2 separate regions of the Sus scrofa genome follow, and region 1 is linked to region 2. A link is a contact called in public promoter capture Hi-C data. All regions are on one chromosome and are shown on one strand. Each heading gives the region's core, a stretch centred on a gene start, on an enhancer-like site or on the middle of the called end of the contact. The rest is flanking DNA. Distances are from core to core; before and after follow the strand shown.

Region 1 (4,307 bases), core at 1,033-3,532, 350 kb after region 2:
CATGGTATGTCTTTCCTTTTTTTGTGTCATCTTTGATTTCTTTCAGCAGTGTCTTACAGTTTTCAGAGTACAGGTCTTTTGTCTCTTTAGGTAGGTTTACTTCTAGGTATTTTATTCTTTTGGATGTGATGGTAAACAGGATTGCTCCCCTAATTTCTCTTTCTTTCATTGTTAGCATACAGAATGGTCAAACAGAAAACAGGGCAAATAAAAGAGGCCGAATTTTTAAAAATTTATTAATTATTATTAATTTTATTGTGGTAAGAATGCTTAACATGGTATCCAGCCTCTTAGATTTTTAAGTGTACAATACAGTTGCTATCTCTAGGTACAAAGTTGTACAGCTGATCTCTAGAACTTTTCCATTTTGCACAGCTGAAACATTATGCCGATTGATTAGCCATTTCCCCTCCCCTCCCACCTCCCAACGCCCTGAGGCTGAATTTTAAGAAATGGGCTTGAAACTAGAGTCACCTCTACAGGACTTACCCTCTCTTTTCCTCTTTCCTGTCCCTTCGAATTTCCATACAGTTAAAATCTGATTACAGTAAGTAACTGAACAGATATGTAATAAAGCAGGTAGAATCTAGGTAGTAGATGTACAGAAGTGTTCGTTGTAAAATTATTCAACTTGTCTACCTTTTCTGGGCCATGCCTGCGGCATGTGGAAGTTCTTGGGCCAGGGACTGAACATATCAATCATAGTCACAGCAGTGACGATACCAGATCCTTACCCACCAGGTCACTAGGGAACTCCAATACATTTGAAATTATAATAAATACTGGAAAATAAATGACTGAAGCAGAGGTTACAAATGGGGGGCCCACAGGACCTATTAGGCCCATAGACATGATTTATTTGGCCATCAAGATTTTTTAAGAATTTAAAAAGTGTTTATACAATTTTTAAGGGTTACATTCCACATACAGTTACTACAAAATATTGGCTATATTCCTTGTGCTGTGCAATACATCCTTGAGCTCATCCTACACCCAGCACTTTGTACCTCCCACCACCACCACTATATTGCCACCCAGCTGGTAACCACTATTCGTTCTCTGTAAGTCTGCTTCTCTTTTGTTATATTCCCCAGGTTTGTTTTTGTTTTTGTTTTTTCAGGGCTGCACCCACGTCATATGGAGGTTCCCAGGCTACAGGTTGAATTGGAGCGCTAGCCACCGGCCTACACCACAGCCACAGCCATGTGGGATCCGAGCCATGTCTGCGACCTACACCACATCTCACAACAATGCTGGATCCCTGACCCATTGAGCAAGGCCAGGGATATTCAATCTGCATCCTTATGGATCCTAGTCAGGTTCGTTACCACTGAGCCACAATGCGAACTCCTCCTTAGTTTGTTATATAAGATTTTTTTTCAAGTTGAATCAGTTGCAAACATTTTAAAAGACAGGAGACTTCACATAAAAATCTGGACTTCCATTTTTTTTTCTAGAATAATCAGGATATCAATAACATCAGGCCCCACATTCGTGCCTGGCAACAGTTGGCTGGGGGTGGGGAGTGGCTGTCTCCTCTCCATGGGCATTTTCTCTCCACTTGGACATACCCTCCACTCAATACACACTCCTCATTTACTTACTTGAATGGGCCAGCTCCTCAGCTGATGACACTGAGACAGAGCAAGTTCAAAAGGGGGGAAAAGACATTAAAGGGTGGCATACGTGTCTGTGTGCACATATGCAGCTGGCAGGAAAATGCAGCCCAGCACCTTCATCTTTGTTTTGTTTGGTCAAGAAGCAAAGCCTCCTCCTTGGCCTTCTGCTCACAGCCTCCCAAGATGCTGCTCAGGGTCAAGCCATGAGGCTAAGTGGGAAGCATAGCCCATAAACAACTCAGGGTGTGACTATATCAAAAAAAAATCTTAGGGCCAGCTGAGCAAGGCTGTTTATTTTAGATGTTTGCTTTCCGACTGAAATGCCTCAGTCAGTGCACTAAATAGACTGTCTCCTATCAATTTGTTGCCAGCATCTCTTATCATAAAGCTTCCGTTGTTAGATGCCAGGCAAAAAGAGTCAAGCAGAACTCAGCAGTCCTAGAGCCTGAATTTGATCTGTGCATCTCGTGATGGGAAAATTCTACCTCTTTCATTTTTCTTTCTGGCATAAAAGAGGTGTAGGGGTCAAAATACTTTTTCAGAGGCAAATGGATGCTTGTCAGTGTTTAGTGTTTCCAAATATAGATCTCCCCTCAGCTTCTGCTTTCTCCTTGCAGGGATCCACACTCAGAATGATGCTTCACTGGGGGGCGCTGTGCCCTCGAGGTCTGCTCTGTGTTGGGAGGTCCTAGGGTAGGAGCATGTCTATGAAATCTGCTAATAATCAGTCCACCGTGAGTGCTGTCAGAAGCGCGATACATTCTCCTTTGTGACGATAGCAACGGTGAACTCTGCTCCCTCTGCCCTTCTATCCAGTGCTTTCGATTGAGCTTGGAATCAATTCTGTTTCCATCCCTGGCCAGCTGTCCTTATGTGGTCTGACCCGTGTTTATCTTCTAGCCTATTCTTCCCTCCCCACCCCCAACTCCACCAGGCTCCAGCCACACCGTCCAGTTCCTAAATAGAAAGCCTCTAATTCTTCAACAACCACAGCTTGTCCTTGCCCGGGGCTGCTGCACGTGCTCCTCTGCCTGGACCACCATCCCCCCAGCTCTTGACTTGGCTGGCTGCTTCCTTCATTCCGGCTTCCAGTCACATACAGCCCCCACAGAAGCCTCTTCTGACCACCATCCCTTTCCCCTTATGCCCAACTGCTATGACATTATGCTCTATTATCTAAAGTTATTTTCATTTACTTGCTCATTTCTTTTTTTTTTTCTTTTTTTTCTTTTTTTTTTTTTTTTTTTTTTTTTGTCTTTCTGCCTTTTCTAGGGCTGCACCCGTGGCATATGGAGGTTCCCAGGCTAAGGGTGGAATCAGAGCTGTAGCTGCCGGCCTATGACAGAGCCACAGCAACGTGGGATCCGAGCCGCGTCTTCAAGCTACACCACAGCTCACAGCAACGTCGGATCCTTAACCCACTGAGCAAGGCCTGGGATCAAACCTGCAACCTCATGGTTCCTAGTCTGATTCATTAACCACTGAGCCACTACTGGAACTCCTACTTGCTCATTTCTTGTTACTGTCTTGTCTACTTGAATATAAGCTCCACAAAAGCAAGGCCCTTGTCTTTTGTTTGCCAGAGAATCCTCCATTCCTGGAACAAGTGTTTAATCCACTAATATCACCCAGGAAAAAAGAATTAGAGCAATTGTGGAGCTGTAGGCAATAGGGCAAATGTTTAAAAAAAAAAAATCAAGTCTATGTACGCTATGGGTCTGCTTTAAGAATGGCCTTTGAAAGTTTGTTATATTTGGATGCCAATATTAAATTAAAAAATGGGAGAGGAAGGCTGAGATTTGATGGTGTAATTTATTTTCTTAATTATTAAGAGTTTGTATCAGGGCTTTGACTGGTGACACAAAAGGTAAGGCTGCCACCTAGTGTTTAGATGTGTGGCTTTTTTTTTTTTTTAATACCTTAAAAAAAAAAAAAAAAAAAAATCGAATGAGTCCATAGGAAGCCAAACTTCACAACTTGCTGTAACACAGACCAGAATTTACCAAGGGAACATAATTCCCCACAAACTGTCTCTTAAGGGGCCCTAAATGGATTTGTTCCAGTCTCACGGGCTTCTGCCAAAAGTTAAGATACTGTCTTTGTTAGCTACAAAAAAAATTCCAAGCAGCCAAGAGAGCTGTCAAGCTCAGTTTCACAAGGTAGCATATTCTCCAGACTGTTTTCCTAAATTCCACCTGCCTCTCCTGTCAAGGTGTGCTGCTTATAAAGTAAGTGAAGTCAGCATTAAAGAAAATAGCACCCCACTATCTCAGTTGCTGTTTGTCTTGGTGACACACAGAAGGTTCAGGAACTCATGCACCTAACACCTAAGAGGTTGCAACCAAGCACAAGACTTACCTGTGCTGAAAAATCTTGGTAGTCTTAGGCTGGGTATCTTCCATTCCCTTGCCATGTCAAAAACTGGCAAGACAAAGGGAATCTGGAAAAGTGGCCAGAAGAGGGTGGCAACAGGGCAGCCCTTCTAATAAAGAGCCTCGGTTATAGGCTCCTAAAATATCATTCTGGGAAACTAGGTTATTAGAAATGATGGGAAATGGGGGGTGAGATGAGCTGGTGGATGGGAATAACCATGGCAACCAAACTGTCCATTTTCTTATTATTTCACTTTCCTTGAGACTAAAAATAGATCAAGTGTAGGTCACTGCAAACAAGCCCAGGAAAGGTTTA
Region 2 (4,322 bases), core at 1,718-4,217:
CAACTTAGAGCAACACCAGATTCTTAACCCACTGAGCAAAGCCAGAGATCAAACCTATATCCTCATGGATACTAGTCAGATTCGCTTCCACTGATGAGAACTCCAAAAGCTACAGTTTTAAGAAATAGTTGTTTGGTTCTGAAATGGAGCAGGACCCTGCTGACCTTCCTGGGGAAACACAGCCCCACCCTCCACCCCCCCATTCGCTGTGGCCTACCTCTTATTTAGAGAAATTTTTAGCCGCCAAGGCTAATTTGGTTCAGAGAAGCAAGAAAATGCAGAAACAAAAGAAAGCAGTCAAGCAAGACAAAATATTAATAGCTTAGCCATAAAACAAAGTCAAAGACCTTTAGTTCCTCCTCAAGGTCTATGGATAATATCCTGAGCCATACCCTCAAGTTGTTTTGCAAAAATTCAAACCCCACCAGGTGGAGGAAGTTAACTGCATGCTAACCTTCAGCACACAAGCCTCAGACCCTTGAAACCAGAAGGTTGATAATTTGAGATTCCCAAAATCTCACCACTAACCAATCAGAAAGATGTCCATGAGCTGATGACTCACCAGGGACCCTCTCCTTCAACTTGCCTTTAAAAACTCTTCCCTGAAAGCCACTGGGGAGTTCAACTTTTGGCCTCAACTGCACTTTCTCGCTTATCCCAGCAATAAATGCTCTACTTCCCGTCACCATAACCCTGTGTCAGTAGTGGCTCTCTGGCTTATCAGGCTAGAAGACCCACGTTTGGTTTGGTAACACTTTCATTATTAGTTTAGCAAGCAGCTAGCCCTAACTTTTCAACACATCATCCTTACAGAGCCAAAACAAGTAATTACAAAAAACTTTCCTTAAGGGAAAAAACAAAATTTCTCTATTCCAAAAGATTTGTGTAAAATAGCTTAAACACACTCAGGAAAACTAAGAATCTTTAACACTCACAGATGTTTAACATGATGTTAACAAACACACCACCATTATTTTGTAAGATGATGACACACATAAAATCAATCACCTTCATAATGGTTGATGACTTCTTTAAATGTAATCTTCGGTAATACACAGAATAAACCCAATACTAATGGGATAATTAGTTTAGGTGCCTGTAAAAAGTAGATTACCCACCTTTTCTAAATCAACCTCTATCTCCATTAACTAATACACAGTTATTGCTCACCTTCGCAAATATTACCCATATTTAACTTTTCTAACTATAAAATGCATATGCTTTATAATCTTGGAAACATGAATAATAAATAAAAATCATAATCCCACTTTTGGTACAAATTCTTCCAGTCACTTATCTATACAGACATCAAACCTCTTTTTTCTTAAGAAATTGGATATCATAGAAAATGAGTGCCTTAAGTGGTTCATTCGAGTCTCCCATATTCCAAAAGTTATCATCACAACATTATAAAGAAGTACAGTGTTGTTACTTCTTAGCAGTTGCAGAATTTGCCTATTTACTTATTCATATGTAGTTTTCTTCTGTGAGGGTATGATGTTAGACTTGATTTTCTACTACATCCACTTGTGTAAGAGAAAAAGCACAGACATGAAAGAGAAAAAGGCCTAGCTTTCAAATCTTGATTTTCTAAATTAGGATGAATGTGACCTTGTGTAAATTACAACCTCTCAGTGTGTCTCTTAGATGGAAATGGAAATAAATGCACCAACCAAACAGAGTTGTTTCTAGGATTAAATGATACATGTGAAGAGAGCAACCAGTGCCTGCCTGGCATTCAGTATTAACTCCACAAATACAGTTCTTCCCATTAAAAAAGGCGTGAATGAGACACAACTACTAAAAATCATACTTTTAGACATAAATACGGTGAAAAGCGGTTATTTTAATCAGAACTTGCACTCATTTGTAATTTAAATTACTTCGCAACCCACTTACGCCAACGAAAACTCGGGGTATTACTGCACTAAAAATATTTTCTTTTCCTGAAGTAAAATTTTAAGTCCGTTTTACACATGCTTAGCTAACTGAAAATACAGCCATCGAGAAGAATGTAGAAAATCTCTCTTGTAAAACTATACTATGAGCTAAAAGCCTGCAGTTGAGAATTTCTTTTAAGAAGGATAATTAAGGGATGAAAAAAAGAAAACGAAAATGGAACTCTAGGCTTTTTTTTCCACTTCTAATGTTAAGTTTGGGGATGAACAAGACAGCAATTCTTTATAGTAGTTTAGAGAACGCCACAGAAGAGAAGGGTAAATGTGAACTGCTCCCTCCGTAGGTCCAATGACCTGGGATCCTAAGACTTAAAAAAACTTGGGGTTTTTCAACGGCACTGGGGAATCAGGCGGAGGGGAGGAGGGGAGAATACGGTCTGTAAAAGTGAGAGCAGAAAAAGCAAAGGGAGGGGGAGGGGCAGCCCCCAAAAGCCAAAGACAGAAGCTTTGGCGAAGCGGCATTGGGAAAGAAAAATAGGGAACTAAGAAAACGAGGGAATTCCAACGCAGAGCAAGGAGGAGTGGAGGGAAACGTGAGCAATCAGGAGGCTGCGGGCAAAAGATGGGCAGTGTCATCCACGGTAAGGGTCGACCCGGGGAAGGGAGCAGCAGCAGGACCAGAAAGCCAAGACAGGATGTGGGCCCGGGTAGGAGACCCAGAGGCCTCCGGGGTCGCCGAAACTGAGAGAAAAGAAGCTGGGGGAGGAAGGGGGCCGGAGCAGCACTGGGCGCTACGGTACCTGCAGAGATCGTCCAGGACGCTGCCGGGAATCTCCACCCGTTTGGTCTCCATGATGAGGACCCACAGCAGGAGCAGTGCATCCCGGCTCCGCGCGGCCGGGGACCGAGGACACGGAACGGAGACTCCGGCTAGTCAGAAAGGGGGCAGCGGTGGCAGCGGTTCCAACGAAAACGAGAAGGGGAAGGGGCGGGACCCGCTCACTTCCGTCCGGCTCTCTCAACCCAGGACCCCGAGGCTGGGCCCGGGCGCGGGGCGGAGCCCCTGGGGCCACGCCCCTGCTCTGCTTGAAAGGCCCAATGGGAAGGCTGGAGAACCGGGAGCCTGGACAAGCTAAGCCAATGAGACATTTGTTTATTGGTCCGTCGGCTCCAATCCGCCTTCAAGCTGCTCAGTCGCTACTCAGAAAACCAACTTCCCGCCGCCTCGGACTGGGCCTTGGGGCGGGGGACAGGCGCATGCGCCCTATGCTTTCTTGGCACTACTAGAAAGTCTACAGGACTTCAATTTTACTTGTAGATCTCGAGACCATATCCGGGATGTGGGCAAGGTCTGCGCGTCCTCTTGGTGGCTGAGTAGGCTCCGACGTCTGTACTGCAGAGCCTGCAGGCCTGGTTCCTGTCACCTGATATCCCCAACACACACTCACCGCCGCCCCTAACCCCTGCAGGCTAAGGGTTATGTCTCTTTTCGCTACAAACCCCTGAAAAGAGTTTTTTAAGTTTTGTAGTGGCTCGCCTCTGTCCCTCTGCGGGCACCCAGCCCTGGCTGTGAAGACAAGGGTCTCTATCCCAGTATTTGACACACTATGAGATCACAGAAATACGAATTGATTTTTACCCAAACTCAGGAGCTTGCATTCCGCTTTCTGTATGCTCACACCACTCCAACCGGCTAGTACTCATTCCCCATCTTGCGTAATGGAGTCCAATCCATTTGGGATGAATCCTTAAAGAAACTCTGGATCCATCCATTTTTTTAACTTGCTCCTTTGCTATCAGACCCACAGGCCCACATGCACGGTCGTGAAATTTAGTCCATTCTTCGACTTAATCTCCCATCTTTTTTCTAAATTTCTGTCCAAACACACTTTGCCTTTATATCAGTTTGGGTTTTTTTTTTTTTTTTTTTCTCTCTCTTTTTTTTTTAAGGGCCGCACCTGCAGCGTATGGAAATTCCCAGGCTATGGGTCAGATTGGAGCTGAAGCTGCCCGCCTACACCACAGCCACAGCAAAGCTGGATCCCAGCAGTGTCTGCAACCTACACCACAGCTCACAGGCAACAACAGATCCTTAACCCACTGAGTGAGGCTAGGGATGGAATCTGTTTCCTCATGGATGCTAGTCAGATTCTTTCCGCTGAGCCATACTGGAAACTCCTGGTTGGCATTATTTTTCCTCACAAATCTGAGACCTCTGCCTCCATTTTTTGCCTGTACCAAACCCTGCCCAATTTTTGTTGTGTTTTGTTTTGTTCAGATATGTGCTTGTTACCATCTTTTTGGCTTCCGATACCTCCCCTGCATTATCTTCTGACATATGATCAAGCCCAAACTTGACACAGGAGCCCTATTACCATCTATTTTACTCTCCTGTTTTCCATCTTTGACCTTTGCTTTTTTACT

The links. Promoter capture Hi-C pulls out the DNA fragments that hold promoters and counts their contacts.
Region 1: a contact with region 2 is called in a promoter capture Hi-C map of liver, with 7 times the contacts expected there. The contact joins the enhancer-like site here to the promoter of DCP2 in region 2. A contact is called at or near these places in 1 of 5 promoter capture datasets (liver), 9 of 47 Hi-C or Micro-C datasets (embryonic fibroblasts, fetal heart ventricle, fetal skeletal muscle and 6 more) and 1 of 2 datasets of contacts at active chromatin or transcription factors (alveolar macrophages).

What each region holds. Positions count from the first base shown.
Region 1 is chr2:117,154,474-117,158,780 of Sscrofa11.1, forward strand. All of the region lies in intron 3 of LOC106509522 (a long non-coding RNA gene), which reads right to left. Among named protein-coding and RNA genes, the nearest start is that of EPB41L4A, 79 kb to the right of the region's middle. Within about 2 kb of position 2,283, at least 10 of the 83 cell types and tissues checked have an H3K27ac peak or open chromatin away from gene starts, as enhancers often do. A contact at or near this core is called in liver, where this site is marked.
Region 2 is chr2:116,801,726-116,806,047 of Sscrofa11.1, forward strand. DCP2 (m7GpppN-mRNA hydrolase) reads right to left here and starts at 2,968. Exons shown (of 11, transcript XM_003123832.5): 1 at 2,699-2,968. The coding sequence starts at 2,751.